3 separate regions of the Mus musculus genome follow, and regions 2 and 3 are each linked to region 1. The links are chromatin contacts, called in public ChIA-PET and HiChIP or PLAC-seq maps. All regions are on one chromosome and are shown on one strand. Each heading gives the region's core, a stretch centred on a gene start, on an enhancer-like site or on the middle of the called end of the contact. The rest is flanking DNA. Distances are from core to core; before and after follow the strand shown. Region 1 holds the start of Dscc1 (DNA replication and sister chromatid cohesion 1). Region 2 overlaps Sntb1 (syntrophin, basic 1). Region 3 overlaps Sntb1 (syntrophin, basic 1).

Evidence for each region. ChIA-PET counts read pairs in DNA pulled down with a chosen protein or histone mark. HiChIP or PLAC-seq counts read pairs in DNA pulled down with a chosen protein or histone mark.
Region 2: a contact with region 1 is called in an H3K27ac HiChIP or PLAC-seq map of embryonic stem cells, with 5 times the contacts expected there. The contact joins the enhancer-like site here to the promoter of Dscc1 in region 1. A contact is called at or near these places in 4 of 39 promoter capture datasets (embryonic stem cells, neutrophils and stem cell-derived epiblast-like cells) and 2 of 115 datasets of contacts at active chromatin or transcription factors (both in embryonic stem cells).
Region 3: a contact with region 1 is called in an RNA polymerase II ChIA-PET map of memory CD8 T cells, with 23 read pairs. The contact joins the enhancer-like site here to the promoter of Dscc1 in region 1. A contact is called at or near these places in 9 of 39 promoter capture datasets (the C10 cell line, embryonic stem cells, hippocampal neurons and 4 more) and 1 of 115 datasets of contacts at active chromatin or transcription factors (memory CD8 T cells).

Annotation. Positions count from the first base shown.
Region 1 is chr15:55,088,059-55,093,004 of GRCm38.p6, forward strand. It overlaps Dscc1 (DNA replication and sister chromatid cohesion 1), which reads right to left and starts at 2,433. Exons shown (of 9, transcript NM_183089.3): 1 at 2,168-2,433; 2 at 897-1,065. The coding sequence starts at 2,367. The region is part of intron 2 of Gm41325 (a long non-coding RNA gene); the gene reads left to right.
Region 2 is chr15:55,875,979-55,880,924 of GRCm38.p6, forward strand. The region is part of intron 1 of Sntb1 (syntrophin, basic 1); the gene reads right to left. Among named protein-coding and RNA genes, the nearest start is that of Sntb1, 28 kb to the right of the region's middle. Within about 2 kb of position 2,448, at least 13 of the 459 cell types and tissues checked have an H3K27ac peak or open chromatin away from gene starts, as enhancers often do. A contact at or near this core is called in embryonic stem cells, where this site is marked.
Region 3 is chr15:55,848,790-55,853,735 of GRCm38.p6, forward strand. All of the region lies in intron 1 of Sntb1 (syntrophin, basic 1), which reads right to left. Among named protein-coding and RNA genes, the nearest start is that of Sntb1, 56 kb to the right of the region's middle. Within about 2 kb of position 2,487, at least 51 of the 459 cell types and tissues checked have an H3K27ac peak or open chromatin away from gene starts, as enhancers often do. A contact at or near this core is called in memory CD8 T cells and pre-B cells, where this site is marked.

The sequences.
Region 1 (4,946 bases), core at 1,183-3,682:
AGGTGGATTTCCAGACCAGCTTGGTCTATAAACGAATTCCAGGCCAGCCTGGGGTACATAGCGAGACCTTGTCTCAAAAAGACAAAACAAGTAAACAAAGATAGCAACCACAGTGGGGGATCTGCCTAGTCCTAGCCCTCAGAAAGGAAGTTCAAGATCAGCCTGGGCTACAGTGAGAGATGGTCTCAAAACACAACAGCATGGAAAGGGGGCTCAATGCTGGAGTACTTGCCCAGCGTGCCACAATGCCCTGGGTCTGACCCTGAGCACGACCGTATAAACCAGGTATGGGGGCATAAGGCCTGAGACCCCAGCATGTGGGGTTGGGAACAGGATGCTCTGATGTTCAGGGTCACCCTCAGCTGTATGGCAAGTTTAAGGCTAGCCTGGGCTACATGTGTCACACATCCTGTTTCACACACACACACACACACACACATACACACATACCCGGCAGCTAACAATTATCTGTAACTCCAGTTCCAAAGAGGACCTGACACCCTCTTCTGGCCTCCAAGGGCATGCACATGGTTCACAGACCTGCCTGCAGGCAAGACACCCCCACCACACATACACAAACACAAACACAAACACATTTTTTACAAAATAAATTAAATTAAAAAAAAAAAGAATTAGTTACCTAATAAACTCACTACATTAAGAGAAAGACCAGCTGGTCGTGGTGACACACGCCTTTAATCCCAGCACTCGGGAGGCAAAGGCAGGTGGATTTCTGAGTTTGAGACCAGCCTGGTCTACAAAGTGAGTTCCAGGACAGCCAGGGCTATACAGAGAAACCCTGTCTCGAAAAACCAAAGGGGAAAAAAAAAAGTTTTTAACCAAAGGCAAGCTTGGAACACAAACCGCCACTGCCAGACTCAGGTACAAAGCGGTACCTCCGTGTGAACGATGGCACTTGGTGTTTCCTCCTCCTTCAGCTGGTCTGGAGTTTTGCATCCAGGGATGAAAAGCAGCATGTTGGATGTGTCTGCTATCTTCAGGTCGTAGGTTTTGTCTTTACTGCACAACACAGCCTGTTCATCCTTATCTCCTCTAATCACAAAGCTACAGGCAAATGGAGGGGGGGGGTAAAGACATGGCTTATTGAGACTCTAGTGGATAGCTCACTTTAAATAACTCCCAAATCGGGGACTAGAGAGATGGCTCAGCGATTAAGAGCACTGACTGCTCTTCCAGAGGTCCTGAGTCCTGAGTTCAAATCCCAACAACCACATGGTGGCTCCCAACCACCCATAAGAGATCTGATGCCCTCTTCTGGGGTGTCTGAGGACAGCTACAGTGTACTTACATATAATAAATAAATAAATCTAAAAAAAAAGAAAGAAAGAAAGAAAAAATAAGTCCCAAATCCTGTGGCTTCTAGATTTAAAATTAAACCTTGGGAGTGTGGTGCTTTGAAAGAGGACCCCGCCCCCAAACACAGGCTCAGACATTTGAACACTTAGTCCCCAGTCCACAGCCCTATCTGAGGAGGGGTTGGGAGGTGTAGCCTTACTGGAGGAAGTATGTCACTGAGGGGGAGCTCTGAGAGTAAGAGCCTTGCCCACTTGCAGTTCAGTCACTCAGCTTTGTGCTTGCCATAAAAGACATGATCTCAGCCTAGGATTTAAAATCCAAGGTCTTGGCAGCAACTTTGTAGTTGACCCGGAATTAAAAACAGATCCAGATCTTCAGTAAGTGACCCCAACCAACCCCCGGGCTACACGCAGCAGTCTGCATTAGGCTTTAAACTTCTGTCTCGTTTGTCCCATCTGCGGTTCAAGGAGAAGAAACCCAAGTGGCAAGCCAAGAACTCTCTCTACAGGCACTGCTACTACATTCTGAGATTGAACGAGTGTTTCTGTGGAGTACTTGGCATCAGTACTGAGCCCTCCAAAGCTCCCTGGAGCTTCCTTCTTGACACTCCCCCGCTGACACCTGGCTCTAAATTCCCTGGAGTCCTGCTAACAAGGCAGTCTAGCAAATGCTGAATCCTCCTGACAGATGACAGCAAGCTGAGGACCCGCCCATCGGCCTGTACGGGCCCAATCAAAGCAACTCTCTGCACCAGTTCCTCCTTCCGAGTTCCCCGGGCTACGCCGGGCGGGTAGGCGGCCTCTTTGAGGCCGGGGAATCGGCGCTCCCGAGCCCCACCATCCCGGCTCACCTGTCCCCGGCCTCCAGCTGCTGGCACAGTGCTGGTTCCAGCTCCAGCAGGCAGAAGTCGCCGGTGGCCGCGCCGCCGGTCCCGGAGCTGAAGCTCAGGCAGTGCACCGTGGGCAGCAGCTCGGTGGCGTTCAGCTTGGCAACCTGCAGCGTCGCGTCCACTTCCTCGCGGGTCCTCCGGGAAGCGCTCGGCGGGGACATCTCGCAGCACGGAGAGGGGTGTGTCCTCGACCTAAACTCCCGGGACTTCAAAAGCGCGCCAAATCCGCCCGAGCCGACTTCCGGGGCGGGACGGGGCGTGTCCCGAGGAAGTCGGAAAGTATCTGGACTCGCGAGTCCTTCTGCAGCCCACTGACAGCGTGCAAGTCCCCGGTTGCTGGGGAGAAGCACGGTTTCCCCCATGAGGACTCCAGGAAGGTCCTGTTAGCAATTCTGGGTCCCCACGGGGCCAAGCACGGCTCTTGCACTCACCCCTTCCGCCACCCTGTGCCCACCCCCTTCTTTCCCGCCAAAGCTCCTTTTCCTCGCCTGCTGCGGTGGGTCCCGTGATGAGCTATGTCTGTGCAGAATTTCATTAAGCCGTTAAAACAACCCAGTAAGGCAGGATCCTGTCGATCCTGTCATGCAGAAGCGAGCAGAATGCTTGCCAATGGTGGCGCAGCCTTGAGATGGCAAAGTCTGAATCCAGCTTGATGTATGTATGGTGGTTCCAAAATAGCCTGCCCAGTGTTGTGCAGGACCAAGAACCAGATCCTGGCAGAATAAGATGTCATTTGTTTGGACTTCGAGACCATCCTAGATGGAAGGTAGCTTGCCTCCCGTTCGTTAAATACTTCATTTGTGCTAAGTGGCGCTTGAGACTTCTACACAGAAACAGCCCGCCTGGTATGCTCCTGGGAGAGTCTGGCTAACTCAGCATTACAGGGTGTGATGTTTTCTTGACCAAAGTTTACAATGACGTGAAACTGTTTTAAGATGAAAACCCATTCATAGACTCACATCCATGCACCTGAAACTGATGTGCGAGCTCTCTAAGGGATGCTGCCGGCAGACCCCTGCAGACTGGCCACCCATAAAAGTTGAAACAGTAAGAGGAATAATTGTCTTCAGAGAGGGTGGTTTCTCACTCCTTCCTGTAAAACAAACAAATGAATAAATAAAAAGGGAGGCCAAGGTGACCCCAGTCCATCAGGTTAAAAACCGACATGAGCCAGGTAGTGCTGGCACCATACCTTTAATCCCAGCACTCAGGAGGCAAAGGGAGGACCTCTGAATTCTAGACCAGCCTGGACTATAGAGCAAGTTCCAGGACAGCCAAGGCTACACAGAGTAACATTGTCTAGAAAAACAACAAGCAAAAACATCTGAGTTGCCAAAGGGTAGTTTAGTTCCAGCACTCAGGAGGCAGAGGCTGGCGGATCTGAGTTCGAGGCCATTCTGGTCTACATAGTGAGCTTCAAGCCAGTCAAGGCTAAATAGACCCCCCCCCTCTCTCTCTCTCTCACACACACACACACACACACACACACACAAAACAAAAAAAAACAAAAATCGGATCGAATAAGAAAAATGATGGAACAATATCCTGAATATGAAAGTACCACGAATTTATTAGTGGCTATCACTAAGATGGCTCAAAGTTAAAAGTGCTTGCCATGCAAGATGATAAGCTGACTTCAGTCTCCAGAAGATATAGTGGAAGAAGAGACCCAACTCTGAAAGTTGCCCTCTGACTGCCACACATGTGCCATAACAAGTGTGCACCCACACACACAATAATAAAATTTTAAAAATTAAGGATACTGTAGGATAGTGTCTTAGTTGGAGTTTCATTGCTATGAAGCAACCTCATGACCAAGGCAACTCTTATAAGGGAAAACACTTAATTGGGAATAGCTTACAGTTTTGGAGGTTCAGTCCATTATCATCATGGCAGGAAGTATGGTAGTATGCAGGGAGACTGGAAGAGCCAAGAGTTCTACATCTTGATCCACAGGCAGCAGAAGGAGACTGTGTCACACTGGATATAGCTTGAGCATATGAGTCCTCAAAGCCCACCCCCACAGTGACACACTTCCTCCAAGTAGGCCACACCTCCTAATTGTACAGCTCTCAATGGACCAAGCATCCAAACACATGAGTCTATGGGAGGGGGGGGGGCATTCCCATTCAAACCACCACATAGAGAACAGTGATATCCTTACTGTCCTCAGCGTTTTGTGGCGTCCAGCAATTTACCTATTTTTTCCTAGCTTCAATCTCTTGTTCTGAAGTGAGGAAAGCCTGAAGTGCTTAACAAGTGGCAGCTATGGTTTTATTCTTATTTATCATTACTAATTAATGAGGCCAAACTGAGTTTCTTCTTGCTGCAGCAAAAATACCCTGACAAAAGCATCTCAAGGAAGGGTTTATCTTGGCTTGAAATTCAAAGGGGATACAGTGTATCTCCTTAGGAGAAGGCATGGTGGCAGGAGCAAGCAGCGGCTGGTCACGTGGCACCAGGAAATGGGGAGAAATGGATGCTTGTGCTTAGCCTGCTCTTTCTATTCACAGCAGGAGCCCAGCCCATGAGATAGTCCTGCCCACATTTAGAATGGATCTTCCGACCTCAGTTAACCTAATCTAGGAAACCCCCTCACTGACATGCCCAGAGGTTTGTTTGCAGCATGTTTCAGAATTCCATCAAGTTGACAACCCAAATTAGCCATTGTACTGGCTGGTTTTGTGCGTCAACTTGACACAGGCTGCACTTATCACAGAGAAAGGAGCCTCCCTTGAGG
Region 2 (4,946 bases), core at 1,198-3,697, 790 kb after region 1:
TGTGAGATAAACCCGGTTTGAAAGAGGTTGGTACCAAATTTTGGTTAAAAATAAAAAATATTCTCCGGCTCTACCTCGCCTCCCCAAAAGGTACCAAGAGCCACATGTGTGGGTTTTACCCACGGGAGGAATCGGGTCCATGTCCACCCAAGCCAAGGTTAAAAGCCCACTCATCTACGGATGAGAAAATCATTTGATCACCTCAGTTAAGCGTTGCCTTATTTAACTTAATTAATAGGGGGGAGAGAGATTGGAGACGTACTATTGAAAGGGCAAGCCCTTCACTGCCTCCCACCCAAATAAAAAGGCCAATTGGCCTTGTACTACAAGAGCCGGTCACTCCTTCTCCCTGTTTCCCACCTATCTTCCAAAAATGCTAAGGAATTCAACTTAGTGTTATTTTCACATCGTTCAGTCAAACTTAGCCAGAGTTCCAAACGCCCTACTTAAAATTCAACTAGAAAGTTACCTACCAAGTACTAATTAGCATTATAAAGTCAGAGTCTGCAGCTCCAGGCCTTTCAGTTGTTTACTAGAAAGGACAGTCTTAAGCCAGATACAGTTTACCATAAGAAAAGTTAAAGATTCCCAGTGAAGCAAGTTTTTTCTTTAGCCCTAGATTCCAGGCAGAACTATTGAGCATAGATAATTTTCCCCCCTCAGGCCAGCTTTTTCTTTTTTTTTTTATTTTGTTAATAACAGGGAGGAGATGTAGTCTCCCCTCCCCTAGCCTGAAACCTGCTTGCTCGGGGTGGAGCTTCCTGCTCATTCGTTCTGCCACGCCCACTGCTGGAACCTGAGGAGCCACACACGTGCACCTTTCTACTGGACCAGAGATTATTCGGCGGGAATCGGGTCCCCTCCCCCTTCCTTCATAACTGGTGTCGCAACAATAAAATTTGAGCCTTGATCAGAGTAACTGTCTTGGCTACATTTCTTCTTTTGCCCCGTCTAGATTCCTCTCTTACAGCTCGAGCGGCCTTCTCAGTCGAACCGTTCACGTTGCGAGCTGCTGGCGGCCGCAACAGACAGTAAATAGGCAAAGATGGTGCCAGAGAGGCCTCCTAGCCAGGTGACATTATTCATTCAAGGGACCTTCACCAATGTCAGATGTTGGTGGTACCACGATCGTTCAGGAAACAAAGAGGAAAACAGGCCCTGTCAATCAGACATCTAACAAGTCACCAAGGTCACTTGTATGAAACAATAACTTAAAAAAAAATCAACTGAACACTGTTCTCTGAGATCTAAGACAGAGATCTGAATGTCTATGGGGAGTCTCATGGAAAGCTTCCTTGAGAAGTCTGGAACGGGTCTTGGAATGAGTTGTGTGGATGTGAGCAACAGGAAGCCTGATGGGAGACGCCTATAATGTGTTGTTAGCTGTAGTCCAGAACTGAGACTTCAGATGGGTTATGCTAGGCTTCAACGATTTGGAGAAACAATTTCAATACCTTACACAATGTCTCTTGGTAGTAGATAAGGACACAATCTTGTCTGGCCCCTTTAAGAACCCTTAAGTTCATAAATGAAAAACATGTGGAAAAAAAAAAACAATTATGATCGACCAAGGCAAGAACAGGAGGAAAATGGTTAGAGCCAGCATCCCCTGTACGGTCACTGTACCAAACATTGTGACTTTCTCTTTCCTAGTACTTGATATTCAGAAGTGCTCTGTGAAGTATGTACTTTTATAATAGACAAAGGCAAGACAAGGAGAGTAATTTACTCATTCAAAAGTAATTACTCAAGATCCCTTAATAAGACTATGGAGGGTGCTGAGCCTCAAGGTCTCAGCCTCAGGACTTTAGGTCGTATTCTTTAATCACTGTACAGTTGCTTGCCTATGATTTTCTATAGGAAAAGCACCAACATTTACTGAAAACTTGATGCTAGATTAATTCTCCCTTGAGGTTGAGATGTATCCATAATATATGTGAGACAATGGAGATTCCAGAAGGAAAAGCATCTTCAGATCTGCTTGTCTAACTCTGGATCCCATCTCCCTTCCAGTAAATCAGAGAGACGTGAAAGGCAAAGCCACCGATGACCCCAAGAGGTCTCAGGCAGCTTAGAGATGTGGACAGTGATGAAGTGAATCGAAAATAAAGAGTAAAAATGTAGCTGCTGTGAAGGAGGAGAGACTATGCCAGGTGTGGAAGGAAATGGAGGAGAAACAAAGAGTCACTCACAAGCAGCAGGTCAGATGTGTGCTGTGGGTACCCTATGGTAGTCACAGGGCTGCCTTGAATGCTTCAGCCCGTCTGATGGACTACCGGGCTCTTCCATGCTGAAGGAAGTGAATGTGTTCTGGTGTGTCTAGGGGACACTAGAAGCTGTTTATGATGGGAAAATGCTCAACCCTATTTGCATTTAGACAGATCTCCTTGGCAGTCTTATGACATATGGAGTGAAGGAGAGGCAGTAATTGGATTCCTTGAGGTGGCAGAATTGACGGAACCCAGTGAATGAGAGAAAGGAGTGTGGGATGAATCTAAGGTTTCTAGTGTGGGAGCCTGCTTGCAGACTGCAAAAAAAAACTGAAGAGAAATAGCAATTTTCTGGGAAGAAATAGTAAGTTCAACCTTGGCATGTTGAGTTTGAAAAGGCTTTGGTACAGAACGAGACTATATATGGGACAGTTCACAGATAATTCTGGAAATTGGGGGGAAATGTAAAGTTATTTTTTCACTCTGCTCTTGTCTAAAACTCAAAGAAATAATATGATCAAGATCAGGCAGGTCAACAGTTACTCTGGCCTGTTTTTGTTGGTTTTGTCGTCTCATAAAAGGGAGGTGTGTGTGTGTGTGTGTGTGTGTGTGTGTGTGCATGCGCACGTGTATACATGTGCATTTACCTCCTTCTCTTCTTCATGTACTTGAAATCTACAGAACCCAACCCTAATTGAAGTGATCTTAATTCTGTAACAACCATAACCACATCCCAGTGGCCTGGCTCTGGACACAATGTGAGCTTTGGAGTTCTCTGTTGTGGTGAGTCCTGCTCTGGCCTGAGGCACGTGAAGGCAAGATCAAAGCTCACAGTGCAAATATTGTTCTGATTAAAAACGAACTTTCTTTTGATGTGGGGAGCCAGTCAACTTCTAATGTTGGTAGGAATAATGAATAACGGGGGCATTTAGTGAAAAGGCAAGGACGATGAGGGCAAAGCCGTGGAGACAGAGAAGGAAGTGGAGATGGAAAAGGAAGGAAGGAGGGAGGGAGGAAAAATGAGAATAGAAACTAAATAGAGACATGGTAGACAGGGAGAATAAATGAATGAATAAAATCACTAATATGGAATGGTGGGAAGGGGGGAGAGAGAGAGAAGGGGAGGAGGGAAGAAGAAGGAATAAAGGAAGGAAGAAAAAGAAGCTAAGTGTCTCAGGAACAAAGCAAGGGTCCACAGGACAATCCTTGTGCCCCTCCTGTATTGAAGGCCTGTTCTGTGGTGGAGGAAGGATCAGGGCATCTCCATTTTACTCCCTCATACTGTCAATTGCTTGTGGGGCTTGAGAAAACCCCTGGCTCTTAAGCTCTATTCCCTTAAACTGACATGAGGAATCCCCCTGGGTACTGTAACAGCTGTTTAATCTTTTATGCCGTGGCTCTTCCCAGGAGATGTCTTCTTGCCCTGGCAGACCACCTTCTGTATTTCTTGAGGAGAAGGACATCTACATTATTACAGAGTAATGAGACACAGGGAGGATATCTGACCCATTTGTACAAATCATAGAGATAGGTAAAGGACCTAGGCCACATCCACTGTGGAGACATCTTACATCTTAGGATGATGATGAGAATGCACAACAAGCTCTCATAAATGCATAAATGCTTATGTTTCACAGATTACCTTTATTTATGACCAATATAAAACGTCATTAAGAACTACGTCTACAGTCTCAACTAGGGGCCTTTCACAAACGTGAGGCCGAGTGCTAAGCAGCCCACCTGCTTCTTCTCGCAGTAAGCCTGGTCATTACACTATTCCCAGGAGTTCAGCATACCATTGGACACATGGCAGATAATGAGAAAGCATTTGCTAAATGAATAAATGCAGATATGGATGAATAAACAGCCTCCATGTCCTTGGGCTCTGCATAGTTCATTATGAAAATTATAGGTGGCAATATGTTCTCTGAGAAACACGCAGATCCAAATCATGCCTGCTGTCTGGAGAGATCCCCAGAAACCATCTCCCACTAACAGATCTAAGGGAAAGAAGTAGAAATTAACGAGAATAGGACTAATCCTTCAGGTCTAACCCTAAGTATCTAATGCTCTTTCTCAACTAGGACCCATTGCTACTCTCTGGATACAGAAAGAGGAACGTCTGGACTTGTCAGAGGCCAGGGCTTAGGGTTTTTGGAAAAGTACCTTCCATTGATTTTATTTTTGTTGCATGCTTTGTCAATGTTTTGGGGGAAGATTAGGAGGTTTAACAAATATACTTGCCCTGTAGATAAGTAGGAGTCTCAAAAAGTGTCAGATGTGGCGTTTTGGAAAATCCTAGAGAATGGTCATGGTGCAAATGATTAAGGTAGCCATTCTCCACACGGCTGAAGGAGTATCATTGCTCTCTCTGTGTGTGTCTATATACTTGCATGTATGGTGCAATTTGAATATGTGTGTGCATTGTGTGTATGTGTGTGTGTGTTTGTGTCTGTGTCTGTATACTTGCATGTATGGTGCAATTTTAATATGTGTGTGCATTGTGTGTATGTGTGTGTGTTTGTGTCTGTGTCTGTATACTTGCATGTATGGCGCATTGTGTGTGTGTGTGTGTGTGTGTGTGTGTATACATGTATGGCACAGCCCACATGTAGATGTCATAGGACATTTAGTGGGGATCAGTTGTTTTTCTCTATCCCCCATGTAGGTCCTGGAAATTGATCTTAGGCCAGTAGGTTTGGTGGCCTTATTCACTAAGCCATCCCACCAGCCCAG
Region 3 (4,946 bases), core at 1,237-3,736, 760 kb after region 1:
AGACATGTCTACTAGCTCCAGATGGTTTATGCTGCTGCAAAGTATTACAGTTATTACATAGATCTCAGAACCCACAAATTCAGGTTTTACTCTCATGCTGTGTGCAGAAAGAAATCACAACCCCCCCTCCCAACTAAAATCTTACACAACTACAAAAAAAGAAAAGAAAAGAAAGCCAAACAGGTGTTTTTGTAAAGAAAAAGATACATTTTTTTCTGTAAGACTAATAGTGCCAATTATCACCATATTAAGATAAATTATATGACCAGCTTTTAAAATAATGGTTTATTACTGAGTGTGATAAACATGGTGTTTCCTATATTTAGACTGTCCCCTGAAGCCACTTTACTCTGGTACAGTTTACTCTCTTTGAATATGTACAGGACTTACAGTCCATTAAAGCCCACCTTTACTCATTTAATTTATGGTAATAAGAGATATCGAACAAATCTTGAGTTACTAAGATGTCACTATGCATACTCTGTTAGTAGGAAAAAATCTAAGCAGCCAGCATCTTATAGAGCCCGTTAGATATTTGAAAAAGTGAGGTCCCCCCCCCCCCAGAGGAAGATGTTCATGGTGTGTATTCAAGTGAAAAACTAGTCATGTGAACATGTAGGATTTAAAGTTATGCCTTAGTTTTTGTTTAAAAACCAGAAGTTGTATGTATGCACATGTATGTACACATACTTACACACACATACATTCACATACAAATCGAACAATCCAGAGCAGTGTGCTCAGTTTTAAACATACTTGTCTCTGGGAAGAGAGATATGAAATGGCTATTTTCTCTCTTTCTTTTGCTAGTCTTTTCCCACAGGAAATAAGTGGACATATTACCAAGCATTTTGTGTTTGGTGAACTCTAGAATAGATATGCTTATCAACATTGGAAGTGCATGGTGCCTATTGATGAAAATTCATGGGATCCATAAATAACCAGAACCATTTGCTCCCCCTTCCTCCTACAACCAGACATCCCCTCAGATAAATGACAGCCCACTGCTGAACCAAATATGTTGTAGCAACAGCCAACATCCTGTTCCTTCTGCTGATGTGAAGACTCCAGCATCCTCTCTATTAGACCAGGAAGTTCTTTGGGGTGGGCTTTCCCCCCACATCTTTTTTAAACCTGCTCTAAAAATATATCTAGTCACATAAATAGAAATGATGGAATAGCAAAAAAAAAATGTAGCCATCAAACTTCTGCGGTCTGGGAACTGTGGTCTGGAAATTAAGCATGAAGGTTCTATTTGCTAAGGCATCTGGCACATGCAGTAATGGTGGAGACTGGATGGTGAAGCGATTAGCTGTCTGGGAAAGTCAGGCTCAGGTTTCAGGAGTTCTGTGGCCCCACTGAATCATTTTTGGAGTAGCCTCTAGAAAATGAAACACATTAGGTCTTCGATTTGCCCACCATCTCAGGACAGAGAATTCCAGAGAAAAAAAATAAAAGCATAGAAATTCCTTCCGGGAGCAAAGCGGTTACCATTTCAGTGCCCAGAACACAAAAATGGTACGGAAACACTGACAACGGACACACACTTTTGTCACCATGTGGTGCAGTGCTCTGGTTTCATTAGACATGGTGGGATGGAAAGATGAGGGGCAGACAGACTCAGGCAACTCTATGCCCAGCCATGCGCCTTCACAGCTGTAGGAACGGGATAAAATGCACCTGTTAGAGCTTGCATTTCCTGTTCGACATACATGAGAGCACTAACACCATTAAAGTGACTTTTGAGGTTGTTAGTAATAATATCTCTCTCAAGTGGTGTGGTACCCGGTGCTCAGTATAAAAACTATACAGGCTGGCTGTAATGTAAATGCACGACACAAAGCAAGCAAATACAAGCCACATGCCATCATTACAGCTATTGTTTTTAACATTTGTTACTAGAGTTGTCTTAATTTGCCAGGCTTTTAAAAAATGGAATCAGTGTCAGGTCTTTTTAAAAAAATTAGAGTGGTTTAGTCCAGTGATAAATTAGGAAGTCTTAGCTATACCCTATTTCTAGCTATTTCTTTCAACAATCTGTTTTTTCCCCAACTTTTACAATTAACTCTTGGGAAAACTTGAACACTAAATAGGAAGGAAAATAGTCTTTCTTCTGTGTGCTTCAACCCCAGTTGTGACCAAGGCTGTGTATTAAACTTTCCCTTTCATTGGATGCTAGCAGTTGACCTACTGAAAAGTTTTCTCATTCTGAAGGAGTCTACTTAAATGTATTGATTTTTCCATGTCTCAGAGTTGGTTCAATATACTTAACACGCACGATTGCAGTTCTTCTATACACCCATCTTCTGAAGTTTATTCTACTTTGCTGGCCATGTCCTGTGGTTGCCTGTGTACAGGGAAGAGGTTTTGTCTTGTGGTTGCCTGTTGAATTTTTGGGTTGTTATGAAAGTCTTGTATATAAATGTTGATAAAGATTTGCAAAGAAGGAAACTGAAACAGAATAAGAGGCCGTTAGAATCAAGTGCCTGTCTTGGGTTTTTAGTTGCACAGTATGGCTGGGCGTGGCTCAGTGACTGCTCTCTGGTTCTATGCTGCTACATGCTCTCTGTGACCGGACCAGACCCTCATAAATTTGGATTCTGTTTTCTCTTTGGGGGAAGAGACTGCCTGAGTATTTGAGTCAGAGCAATCATATGGTTCTCCCAAAGTTTTTATATTTTTACTTTATAAACCTCTAGACATCAGGGTTTATGAAGAAAGTATTCAACTTAAATAGATTATTTTAAGCCAGGCAGTGGTGGTGCACGCCTTTAATCCTAGCACGTGGGAGGCAGAGGCAGGCGGATTTCTAAGTTCGAGGCCAGCCTGGTCTACAAAGTGAGTTCCAGGACAGCCAGGGCTAGACAGAGAAACCCTGTCTCAAAAAAACCAATCAAATAAAGCAAGCAAGCAAGCAAGCAAGCAAGCAAGCAAACAAACAAACACCAACACCACCTCTGAGGAAGCCACCACACGTAAGCTAGGTGGTACCTTCCTGTTTATACCTGTCCCATGTCACTTAATCATTTACTGTGCCTATTGTCTCACATCTTTATGGCTACTCCCTGAAGGCAAGCATTGGGGTCTGGTCTCCACTCCACTGTATTATACAGCAACACCCTAAAACCTTCATATTCACAGGACTGAGCCCAGTGTCTGTTACATTGCATGAACACAATAGTTATTCCGAATCCATGCTTTCATCTAAGCAATCATTCAATCATTATGTCTATAATGTGAAAAAAATTCAGTGGGATCATCACTGGATCACAGCACCTGGCTAGCTTGAAATTCCTTCATTAGTGATTTGTCTGTCAAGCTGGCTTTTCTAGGTGTTTCGTAACTCAGATAACACACACGTTTTGTCCGTCTTCACTTCTTCTCAATTGTTGTTCCCAGAGGCAGGCCTCTTTGCTCTGACTTGTAAAAATGGTGCCAGTACAATTTGTAAAATGTTCTCCGAGTCTCTGAAGGAAGATGCTGTAGAAAGGGAATTGATTACAAAATAATTGAATACACTGGGGGTGTATCTGGTTTTCTGTTTAAATGGAATCGACTAAGGAAGGGTCAGGGATGCTCCTTTGTTCAGGGAAAGATGTGAGAAGATAAGGAGGAGAAAGAAGAGGAAGGGATGTTTCCATCTGTCATGAAGTGTCAGGTGGAAAATGAAAGGCAGGCTGCCATCTTCCACGTGGAACCAGGTTTATGCATGAGAAAAGGGAATTCTGATTTAAGTATGGGAAGGGTTCCTGGTGAATACAAATGAACCCTTCCTCCTGGAGCCTCGGCTCCAATATACTACAACTCGGGTGCTGAAACCTCACAGAATAAGCACACAGCTTAAATATGACAGGAGGTTTCCAGGGAGAGAAATCTTACCTGTGATTCCTAGATTTCATTGAATTACCCACCTATTATTGCCAAGAGAACAAGTTGGCTAGGACAGAGTCGTAGTATAAAATGGAGACGTTTTGATGAGGCTAGACAATGCAGGGAGGTTTCATATGTCAGCAAAAGGACAAGTGAGGGAGTTCAGTTACACCAAGGAGGAAATACAGGTGTGTAGGGGAAGGGGAGGGCAGGTAGTGTGGAAAAAACCCACAGCCTTTGAAGTTTAATGAATTCATCTAGGCCAAGATCATGTTGTACATATTAAGACAATCTCGGAGACTATGCAAAGGTGTTTCCTAGTAATGACTGACAACTGGGTAGAGAGAGGGGTCATTTCAGACAGGGTGTTTTTTATGAAACTTCTTGTAGTCATTTTTCTCTGTACCTACTTCCACTTCTTTTTCTTGCAGCAGATTCTGATATCTTTGTGATTTGAAATTTTCCAAGCTACAGCTTATGTGCAAGAAGCCTGTCTCAACGATCATGCCTGCACCTGCCTTGGTGACAACTTTGGCATTGGCATTGGGAGAAAACATCTGGTCTTACAGCTGGCCCCAATTTATCTTTACCTTTACAAGTTTGTCTTGGGATTCAAGGGCTTCTTTCCAATTAACTATTATATAAAAAAGAGAAAACAAAACCAATTCCCCAGCAAGCAGCACCATCAGCTGCCAGTTACATAACCAGGAACCACCTACTTAACCTCTACAGCTTCCATTTATCATTTTTATAAAATGAAAATAATGCCAGTATGAGGACCAAGGAGAAAAAACTTGCAGAACAAATAGGTGCAGTTCCTGCACTCAGTGGGTACCCAACATTGTCGTGGGCAGCTTTTCTAAACTGTTCTCTTTCGCTTACCTTGTTATAGCTCAAACTAGCTATAAGGGTGCAACTTCTCACATTGCTCAATGAATTTTGAATTTCATAGGCCGTCTTGGTATTGTAGCCTGCACCAGATGTTGGTCCCCATACCCCTCACCACCCGTAGCCCATGAACCTCCTTTATAAACTAATTTATCTCATTAAAAAAACATACATAGTAAGAAGGGAAG